Linked DNA regions of Sus scrofa: region 1 is linked to region 2. A link is a contact called in public HiChIP or PLAC-seq data. All regions are on one chromosome and are shown on one strand. The core of a region is the stretch at or near the end of the contact, and the rest is flanking DNA. Distances in the headings are between cores, read along the strand shown.

Region 1 (5,643 bases), core at 1,402-3,901, 330 kb after region 2:
AACTGCTGGATCCTTGACCTGCTGTGCCACAAGAGAACTCCTCCAATCTTTTACTTTTTTTTTTTTTTTTTTTAATGGCTGTACTCGAGGCATATGAAGTTCCCACGCCAGGGATTGAATCCAAATCCCAGCTGAGATGGACTCCGGAGCACCACAGCTGTGGTAATGCTGGATCCTTTAACCCACTGTGTCTGGCCAGGGATTGAACCCCAAATCTCTTAAATGGACCCGAGCCACTGCAATTGGATTCCTAACCCACTGCTCCACAGCAAGAACTCCTCCAGTCTTTTAATAGGACACTTCTGGTCATTAAATCTCAAGAGATGGGGAGCTCCCTGGTGGTCTGGCAGGTTAAGGATCCAGCATTTTCAGTCTAGCAGCCTGGGCTGCTGCTATGACATGGGTTTGATCCCTGGCCCGGGAACTTCCGCATGCCTTCGGCGTTGCAAAAAAAACAAAAAACAAAAAACTTAAGAGATACCTGGTACATTGGTAGCAAAAACTAGTAAAAAAAAAATGGTTGAGGTGTCCAAATGATCTGGACAAGACATTGAGGAAGTCAGGGTGCTCAGTGCTAAGTAATTTGCCTAAAATTAGACTGGAAAGTCTGTGAAGGCACGGAGTATATCTTTTTTCTTTTTTTGTTTTTTAGGGCTGCACCCACCACATATGGAGGCTCCCAGGCTAGGGGTCTAATTGGAGCTACCACTTCCGGCGTATTCCACAGCTACAGCAACGCCAGATAGAGCCGCATCTGCGACCTAAACCAGAGCTCATGGCAATGCCGGATCCTTTTTTTTTTTTTTTTTTTTTTTTTTTTTTTGTCTTTTTTGCCTTTTCTAGGGCTGCTCCTGCGGCACATGGAGGTTGCCAGGCTAGGGGTCGAATTGGAGCTGTAGCTGCCGGCATACGCCAGAGCACGCCAGAGCCACAGCAACGTGAGATCCGAGCCGCGTCTGTGACCTACACCACAGCTCATGGCAACTCCTGCTGATCGAGGCCAGGGATTGAACCCTCAACCTCATGGTTCCTAGTTGGATTCATCAACCACTGAGCCACGATGGGAACTCTGGAACTCTGTATTTCTTAACATTTTTTATGCTATGAGGCCCCTCGAAAAGGAGCAGGCTTGAATAAAGAGTTGTATGCTGGTTTCTATAAAATTGAGAAATAGTTAATAATGCTGTGACCTCAGACTTCATTTCTTATATAAATAAAACAAAGCAGAATGAGTAGCAAGTCCAATTCTCTCTCCACTGAACTATAATAAGAATAAAGCAGACATGATAAAATAAGACGTACTACTTTCTCTTTGAAACTACACCCTGAGTGGTCTTGTATATTCCACAGTTAAAATTTTATTGGTAGTAGAGAAGAAAAAAATTTAAGTGCAATCAATTCTATATGTGATTTTCCTGCTTAGCTGTAATTAATGAATCTTTTTTCCTTATCATAATGGTAAATATTATTTTTGGCTTTTTTAACCAAATGGTTGTTGGCTATATTAACTTTTAGAAACGTAACAGTTCATTAAGGATGTTCCTTGGCAACTAAGCACATTAAAAAGAAAACACACTATGGTACTTAAGATTAACCTTGTCTTTTTTGTATACATTATATTCATTCAAAACAACCCAGGAAAACATTCTTAGGCATTCACTTAGGATTTTACAATGTCTTCAGGGTCCCCTGTGGAGCAGCAGGTTAAGAATCCAGCATCATCACTGCAGCAGCTAGGGCTGTTACTGCAGCGCGGGTACACCCCTGGCCTGGGAACTTCCACATGCCATGGGCAGGGCCAAAAAAAAAGTGGGGGGGGGAATTTAAAAAAGGAAAAAAGATGTCTTCAGGGTGTTTATTTTCTATTTCCATCAAAAGATTCAGCTATGAATGACATTATTTTTGAGTTATTCACTTCTAAAACATCAAATTTAACCACTCTCCTTCAAAGTTTTCTTTCTTCCTCCACCTAGCTTCGAGATCTAAAGTTTTTCACGTTCCCTTATCCCAAAAGAAAAATGAAAACAATCGGTCCTGTTCCCTTCCAACCCCCCCCCCCCCACCAAACACACTCCATCCCAGAATAATAAAGAAGGGAGGCAAAGTGGAACAAGTTGCGACGTGCGACAGGGAGCACAGAATTCGGTCCAAAGCCCAGAGACAGGGAATCGGCCGCTACGTCCGGGAGGATCTGGGCTATTTGCCAAAAAGAGAACGTCCCCAAAGCCCAGGGAACTGACTGGTGTTAGGAAACCAGAAAAAGAGCGAGTGACAGGCAGAGAAAGAGGCCCGATCCTCTGGGACTGCCTGAAACACGCAAGGAATGCAAAAGAAACGCCAGGAATTCAGGACCGGCGGCGGCCGGCCAGAGCGACCAGCCAGGTTAAAACTCAGCTTCGAAGGCAGAATCGCAGCCGAGACCCTTGGGTGGGAACGGCGGGGGCTGACTGAGCGAGGGAAACCCCTTGCTAGAAAGGACGACACCTACTCGACCCCAAAGGTCGGAGTCTACAGCCCACGGGCTCCGCGGGGGCAGCCAGACACCCGAAGCGGGTCTGAGGGCGGGCCTAGGGCGGGGCTGGCGCTCCTTCCCCGCCTCTAACGGCAACCCTGCTTCCTCAGTACGCCTGCGTAGGGTGAGGCCGGACTCTATTTGGCTACCAGGCGAGCGGCAGCAGTGGCGTTCTCTACCCGGCATGCTGCGCGGGAGCGGCGGCCCTACGTCTATCCCCTTCCCAACCCTGCCCCCTCTCGCCCTCCCACCGCGGCCCCCCCTTCCCCTAAAGTGAGTGAGTGAGACGGGCAGATGGAGGAGGGACTGTAATGGCGGCGGCCGGCAGCTCCCTGCTCTGACCCACGGCAGGCATACAGCAACAACCCCCTCCCCGCCCCTCTTCCAGCCGGCCTCCGCCCCGCCACCAGCGCGGGGCCACCTTCCCCGGCCCCTTCCCCCAGCCGTCGGCGTCTCGCCCTGCGCCCCAGCCGGGGCCCCACACACAATGGACGAGCTCGCCGGAGGCGGTGGTGGCGGCCCGGGGATGGCGGCCCCTCCACGGCAGCAGCAGGGACCTGGGGGGAACATGAGCCTTTCGTCAGGGGGGAATGGAGCAGCGGGCAGCGGAGGTCCTCCGGCCGCCGAGGGAGCCGGTCCCGCGACAGGCCCCGAGCTGTCCCGGCCGCAGCAGTACACTATCCCGGGGATCCTGCACTACATCCAGCACGAGTGGGCTCGGTTCGAGATGGAACGGGCGCACTGGGAGGTGGAGCGGGCCGAACTGCAGGTACCTCCTTGGGGTTGGTGTGCGGGACAGCAGCGGCGGCGGGGTTGTCTGCCCGGGGGTGGGGCCGGAACTCCCCTCATTCGGAGCTCGAGGCCTAGGGAGGCCGAGAGGAACCTACCTGCGCGGCTGGATGGGTGATGGTCCTGGCGACGGGTCTTCCTAGAGTCCCCCTCCCCTTTTACCGCACAAGCTTGTTACCCAGCCCTCTCTAGCTGCGCGGTGCGGGCTTCCTTGGGGCAGCCATTTTGGCTGTTAGTATGGCGTCCGCGGGGGCTCCTTCGGAGGCCGCCTGCCCGGGCCTCCGGGTCTTGGGGCTGAGTTCCTCTCTGTGGGAAAGTTCCTGGCGTGGGGCTGCTGGGCACTGAACTTGCTCTCGTTTGTACCTCGTGAAATGGAGAACCCGAGGAGAAGGACTGGCATGGGCATTTTACCACCTTTTCCCGAACCACCCCTCTTTTCGAGTTGACTTGCCTGACCCCCTCCCCCGGAGTTGGTAGCTCTTACTAGTTGACAGCCAGGCTTCTTTCCAGAGCTGCCACCGAGCACAATGGCTTGCGGCTGACCTGTGAAGTTTTCATTTCCTGCCGCCAACTTTAAGTGTCTACTTACCTGGGATGCTGCCTTACTCACTTAGATTCCCTTTGACTTCTTCCTTAGTGACTGACTCATCAACACTTCTCTGTGCTGAATTTTTCTTTTTGGAGTACCCTTCACCGGGCTCCCCCTTCTCCATCCCCCATCTTTACCCATAAAAAGCCTATCCAGAGTATCTGTCCTGTCTTTTTGAAACGACTGAGGGAAGATTTGATATTAGCTTGAAGTAAAAAGTACTTGTCTCAACGGTACTAACTCAAGTAAAGGAAGCAATGTTAAATATTCTCAGGATCCTCCATAATTGAGCCGAACTCAATTTTAAGATGAAACTTGGATAGGTTGGTTTACCTAACTTTTGGAAGATGTTGGTAGTTTAAGGGCTTTTATCTTGGATTTGAGAGTGGCTATAACTTTTAAAAAGGATTATTCAACCCTTTTGGATGTTTGTATTTATTTTTAAATTCCTTTCCAAGGCAGATTTAGGCTTAGAAGAAAAAAAAAAGGGTGCATCTAAATAGTGTTGCACCTGTTCTTCATAGTGGTATATATTTAGCATGTAAGCAGTATTGTTCACTGACATGTATGTCATATATGCCTTGGGTGAATAGTTAGGAAAATGTAGTGTTGTAAGAAGGAAGATTGGATTAACTTAAAAAGAGTGTGCCCTCAATATATATATCTTCAGTTTGATTTGGAACTAGTCGACTTTTGACTCCACAAAGTGGGTAAAGTTAAACTTTTAAAAAGTAAAACATATATTTTGACACTTTGTCAAGTCTTGAGGAAATTAATTATAAATTAACACCTGTTAGTCAATTCAGTGTTTTAACATTGTACTTTGATATACCACTGAGCTTTTAAAAATATGGCTTAAAAAGCTTAAGTGAAAATTGTTTAAAAATATAACTTAAAAAGCTTAAGTCAAAATTGTTGTTAACTTGTGTATAGTCTGTTTTAAAATATCTCTATGTATATACTTAATATTCTGTATGAGTCATGTATTTTTAAAAATTTTCATTGAGGTTTAGACTCACTAAATAATGCTTCACAACTCCTTGATACCATGTTTATAACCTTTTTACTGTTGTAGGAAAGCTTGAATTTAAACACTTTTCAAGCTAGCAAGTGCATTAGTCATTCATAGCCTTCACTGCTTGCTGTAAGTAGCTGAAAAATGTCTTGTGTCCAATTTGGTAAAATCTGTACAACATTGAGGCCTATCTATATTGTCTGCCCTAGTCTTTACTTTCTCTTCTAGTTCTCTTCTTGACAGTAACAGAAATGTCTTTTAAGGACGATTCATTTTGCTTGCTTGCTTTCAGTTTATTTACTATTGAAATATTTAGTTCTGATAAAGCCATTCTAAACTTTCTTTGCTTATTTTAAAGAAGTTCTACAGTGTTTTTAGCCTCACTTTTTTCCCAGGGATTTTTTTTTATCAATTCACACTGATTCTTCTGTAATAAAATGTTCATGATTGTGTTTGTGCGTTTTTGCCCTATGTTTCTAAAATGTTTTCTTGGGCTCCTTCGTTCATAGGTCTCCAGGTTTGTTTTTAGAACATTTGCTTTACATGCCTTCAGTCTTTGTAAGAATGATTGTGAGGTACACATTTAAAAATGTGTGTGTTGAGGAGTTCCTGTCGTGGCTCAGTGGTTAACGAATCCAATTAAGAACCATGAGGTTGTGGGTTCGATCCCTGGCATTGCAGTGAGCTGTGGTGTAGGTTGCAGACGCAGCTTGGATTCCGAGTTGCTGTGGCTCTGGT
Region 2 (5,498 bases), core at 2,980-5,479:
AGAGACAACCTAGATAATTTAACCCACTGCACTTCAGCGGGAACTCCCTCTATTGTATTTTGAATCTTCAGCACACCTCAGAGAGGGAGCTGTTACTCTCATTGCAAAATGAGGACCTGTGGAGTTCCCCTCGTGGCGCGGTGGTTAATGAATCCGACTAGGAACCATAAGGTTGCGGGTTCCATCCCTGCCCTTTCTCAGTGGGTTACCGATCCGGTGTTGCCGTGAGCTGTGGTGTAGGTTGCAGATGCAGTTTGGATCCTGCATTGCTGTAGCTCTGGCATAGGCCGGCAGCTACAGCTCCGATTAGACCCCTAGCCTGGGAACCTCCACATGCCTGGGAGTGGCCCAAGAAATGGCAAAAAGACAAAAAAAACAAAAACAAAAACGAGGACCTGAGATATGAAGCAGTCTTCCTGGGTCATGCCCACTAAGTGGTAGAATAGGATCTGAACACAAGTCACTGGATTCCAAAAATGTATTCTTTCCACCAATCATAGTACAACTTCCCTTTTATTGTGACTTGAAATCTCAATTTGAGATTGAACAAATTGTAATAGTAGTTGAAAGGTGACACACATTTCCATTTGGTTTAAATGAATCTGGTTGCTTTTCAGAGTTCTGCCCTTGTTTTCTCTCTACTTTTTCCTCTTTCATTGTATTAGCTGTCTGCTCCATGTAGAGAAGTTCTGAATCTAGAGCTCTCGTTCTGACCCCTCTTCTAAGCTATAGTCCTCCATTTCTCCTTGGAAGCTTTATTGTCACCTCAAATAGGACATGTTCATGATTAAATTTATTATTTCCTCCTCCTAATTTAGTTCTTTTAGTCACTTGGGCTCAAAGTTTGGAGCCATCTTTGAATCCTTTGTAAAATTGGTGCTTGGACTTAATGATATGTAACATCTCTTCTAGCCCTAAAATTCTAGTGTTTATTCTTGTACTACATACTCAGTCAAAATGAATCACTCTCTCTGTTTTAGGCCAAGAATAAATAATTTTGCACTCAAAGTGTTTTTGAGAGTTATTTCAATATCCAACAGAGAATGTCCTACTCATCCGTTCTTACACATTCTTTAAAGCCCATTTCAAATGCCATCTCTTTGTTGAGACCTTTCATGAGCCTCTCAATTGGACCTTACAGTAATTGCTCTCTCCTTCAGGATCTAGAATATCATTGCACCTTTCTCAGTGCAGCTTACATACCTTACACAAGTGAGGATGCGTAGAGAGATGCTTGGCAAAAGATGAAGCCTGGAGTTCCCGTCGTGGCTCAGTGGTTAAAGAATCCGACTAGGCACCATGAGGTTTCCAGTTCGATCCCTGGCCTTGCTCAGTGGGTTGAGGATCTGGCATTGCTGTGAACTGTGGTGTAGGTTGCAGACACGGCTCGGATCCTGCGTTGCTGTGGCTCTGGTGTAGGCCAGTGGCTACAGCTGGGATTAGACCCCTAGCCTGGGAACCTCCATATGTGGCGGGAGTGGTCCAAGAAATGACAAAAAAAAAAAAAAAAAAAAAAAATGAAGCCTGAGCAGGGTGGGCAAGTTTTATGGACTGGGCATGGGCACAGAGTTTGGAAGCAGGGGTAAGCAAAGAGAAGGAGATACTTGTGCGGCTAGTTTTGGGGTTTTAAAGCCTTAGCGCCCTCCAAAGGGAGAGGTGGCAGGAATGGGTGATTGCTTAAATATTGGAGAGGTACTCAAGCAAGTAAATATCTCAAAAATAATAGGATCCTGGGTTCTTTCTGTAAGAGTTGCAGGGGGATTACAAATGTGGAAGAGAGAAAACTAGAATAGCCTGTGCAATGCTGGATGGGAGATATTACTGTGAACATATGTTTTTCAATATCTACTGTTAAATTAAAAAGAGTTCTCATTGTGGCTCAGCAGGTTAAGAACCTGACATAGCATCCGTGAAGATGTGGGTTTGATCCCTGACCTCGCTCAGTGGGTTAAAGATCTGGTGTTAACGAAAGCTGTGGCATAGGTACAGATGTGGCTCGGATCCCATGTTGCCGTGGCTGTGGTGTAGGCTGGCAGCTGCAGCTCTGATTCGATCCCTAGTCTGGGAACTTCCATATGCCTCAGGTACAGCCAAAAAAAGAAAAAGAAAATGTAACTGTTAAATTTGTGTGTATGTGGTCTACACATATAGATGCACTGATGTATGTAGATGGTATGTGTATGAATGTACAAATATTCCCTAGCTGCAAACACTAAGACAGCTTAAGCAGTTATATCCCAATAGCAGTGAGTACGTCTAGTGCTTCTAAATACCATTCTCCATGCAAAGGAACCAGGACTCCCAGATAAACTAGCTGCGTCCAGGGTTGGGGCAAGATGAGTCTTATCTTATGCCAGAAAGTAAGGGGGTACTCGAAGAATGATGGAGGTGTGTCAGAAGGCCACAGAGCAGTAAAATGTTAATTGATGGATATGGTTGGTGGATATATGTTATTAAAAGCTCTTTCAAATTTCTGTATGTAAGAAATATTTAGAATAATACATTGTGAAAGAATTTAAAACACATACACAAAGATATAGAAGCCAGAATGAAGGGGTGAATCCCACGAACCAAACTTGGGACAATTTGAACACCAAAATAAACAATGATAGAAGCAGACTATAACCTTTTAATAAAATAGGTTTAATAAAATAGGAAACTCTGATTTCATACTGATAGAAATTAGTTAATTGAAATTTGATCAGAAACAAAAAAACTTACATAGTTTCAAAGAATTTCTCCCACAAAATACCTAATTGCAAAGAGGAAAAAGCAGCTTCACTGGAGAAGTGTGGCAGACACTACATTATTGAAATAAACATCAAAATGAGACAAATTAAAATCAGGTGCCACCTGATAGGATGCAATGAGAAGGACAGAGCATTGTTTCTGTGAGAGTGCTGTCAGAGATACCTACCCTTGAATCTAACCATGAGTAAACATCAGATAGATGCAAAGTGAAGGCCAACTGTAAAATAATTGGCCAGGAATCTTCAAAAGTGTCAAGGATATGAAAGTCGAGGAAAGACTGAGGAAGTGTGCCAGATTGAAGGTGACTAAAGATACATGACAAATAAATACTTTTTTTTTTAAATCTTTTTTTGCCTTTTCTAGGGCCACACCCACGGCATATGGAGGTTCCCAGGCTAGGGGTCCAATTGGAGCTACAGCTGCTGGCCTACACCACAGCCACAGCAACACCAGATCCGAGCCGCATCTGCGACCTACACCAGAGCTCACTGTAGCACAGGATCCTTAACTCACTGAGTGAGACCAGGGTCAAACCCGCAACCTCATGGTTCCTAGTTGGATTCGTTAACCACTGAGCAACGACCAGAACTCAGACAAATAAATACTTGATTCTGCATTGAATCCTTTCCTCTTAGCATTATTGAGGAAATTGGCAAAATGTAATATATCACACATTTTGATTCTGATAGTTATATTAGGATTATGTAGGAGTGAATGCTTATTAGTGAGATATACAGACTAAAGTATTTAGGGACTATGTGACATCATGTCAGCAACTTATATCTCATATAGTTCAGGAGAAAAATGTTCTTTGTATTATACTTCCAACATTTTTTGTAAGCTTGCACTTGTTTCAAAATAGAAATTGAAAAATTACATTAAAAACGCTGAGTATACTGGAAAAATGCAGTTGACTTGGGGTCAAGAGGCTATTAGTCCCAATTCTGCTGTTGACTGTGTGTGTGACCTTGAGCAAGTGGCTTCATGACAGGCCCCAGACTTTTAGGAGTACAAAGCTCTCTCTAGGGTCCCTTCCACCATCTACACCCACGGAAATCTCTGCCTGAATTTCCCTAGGCTCCAGTTGTGCCTTAGACCTCAGCTGCCCCAAGGCTGCCTCCAAGGATTGGGTCTGGCTTTAAAAGCAAACAAAAATGGGTGTGGCCGAACTCTCAGGGCTGCAAAGCCAGCCGTTGCCTCAAAGTAGGACACCGTCTCCGTCATCGCTCTTTCGGCGGTGGAGCAGTTACGCCTGCCAGAGTGGGCGCTCGATGGCTCGGCGGCCCGCAGGCGGGGCCTGGGGTCGGCGGCGCTGTGCGGGGCGCGCTCCCAATCGCCTGCTCCCGCCGCCCTCAAGGCTCCAGGCTTTCCTGCCCCGCCCCGCGCGCGCCCGTCCCGCCTGCTGTCTCGCCGTCGCCGCCGCTGGCGAGTCCCAGTGCTGCCCTGCTGCGCTGTGGAACAGATAACGTGGCGGGGCTGGGACGGGCGCTGAGTTGTGGGGGACCCGGGGCGACCAGTCGGGAATCCCCGAAGTGGAGGCGGATCCTGGCGAGAGGGGGCGGTGTCCAGGCAACCTGCCGGCTGGGAGGCACCACGCACCGGGGCCTGCACCGTGAGTTGAGCTTCTTGGGCGGGGGTGGGGTTGCTCCGTGGTGTTCGCGACAGCCAAGAGGTGGAGGAAGGGGGGACTCAGAGCAGGAACGGGTCGAGGAATTAGGGGTCCTGGACGAAAGAGCCGGAGCTCTCCGAGGAGGGGTTGAACTGGGGCGCCCGGACGACCGAATGGCCAATGCAGTCTGTCGGTCGGTCTGAGCTCCGGGAAAGTCTGGTTTCATCCGAGCACAACAGGTAGGCGTGGACTCTGGCCGCCGGGTGCCCCCGGGCGTGCGGGGAAGGTCGGAAGGTCCGAGCCCGCCCCGCCGGCGCGCCGCTCCCGGGACCCGCCCTGGCGGCGCCCGCCGTGTCTGGGTTGGCCGGGAGCGGGGGCCCATACCCGAGCTCCGGGCGAGGTTTTCTGAGCGCCCGCGGGCGATTCTGCAGGCAGGTTTCCAGGAGCAGTGGAGAGTGGATATGGCGTAGAGAGTGGAGAAGGACTAATCCAGCCCTTCTCTGAAGGAAAGCAAGCCTTTGCTAGGTTAGCACTTGCTTAGTATGATGAAACATTTCTTCGTACCCTACTCGGCCAGCACAGCGTCATTTCAAGGAATTATAAAGTCTTTGGAAACTTTATAAAGCCCTTTATGGTATTTACTAGTTGCAGTAACGTATATCTCTGGCAAGTTAAGATGATTTTTGTAACTGTCAAGTCGTATAATAGTTGTTAAATGATTTGAGCTCCTTCACTAAAAGTCGTACATTTTTTTGTGTGCATTTATTTATTCAGCAAGTATTCGGCACCTTTTATGTGCAGGCTCACTCAGAGCCCTTAAGGAACTTCCAGCCTAGAGAAGAGGTTCAAAAGGGGAAAAGGTCCGTAAGTACGGTGTAGAACTTTCATAGAAATACTCTGGCAAGATTAAAGTGTAAGGAAAGTAGAAGTGTCCTTAGTGGTTGGCATTAAATGGATGGTGAGAGGAGAATTGTCCTGTTTCGTTTTCCAAACATCATTGAACCCGAGATTTGTCTTACATCTTAACACCGTAGTTTTTTTTTTTTTTTTCCTTTAATGAAATGGGTAAGCAGACAGTTTTTATAGCATAAGAATAATGACTGTTGAAAAAAGTTTTATATAGATGGCTATAGTATTG

Evidence for each region. HiChIP or PLAC-seq counts read pairs in DNA pulled down with a chosen protein or histone mark.
Region 1: a contact with region 2 is called in an H3K27ac HiChIP or PLAC-seq map of alveolar macrophages. The contact joins the promoter of STRN3 here to the promoter of HEATR5A in region 2. A contact is called at or near these places in 1 of 5 promoter capture datasets (liver) and 2 of 2 datasets of contacts at active chromatin or transcription factors (alveolar macrophages and skeletal muscle).

Annotation. Positions count from the first base shown.
Region 1 is chr7:68,468,110-68,473,752 of Sscrofa11.1, forward strand. STRN3 (striatin-3) reads left to right here and starts at 2,652. Exons shown (of 17, transcript XM_021099888.1): 1 at 2,652-3,281. The coding sequence starts at 3,000. It also overlaps a transcript of AP4S1 not described here.
Region 2 is chr7:68,139,368-68,144,865 of Sscrofa11.1, forward strand. HEATR5A (HEAT repeat-containing protein 5A) reads left to right here and starts at 4,230. Exons shown (of 38, transcript XM_021099894.1): 1 at 4,230-4,363.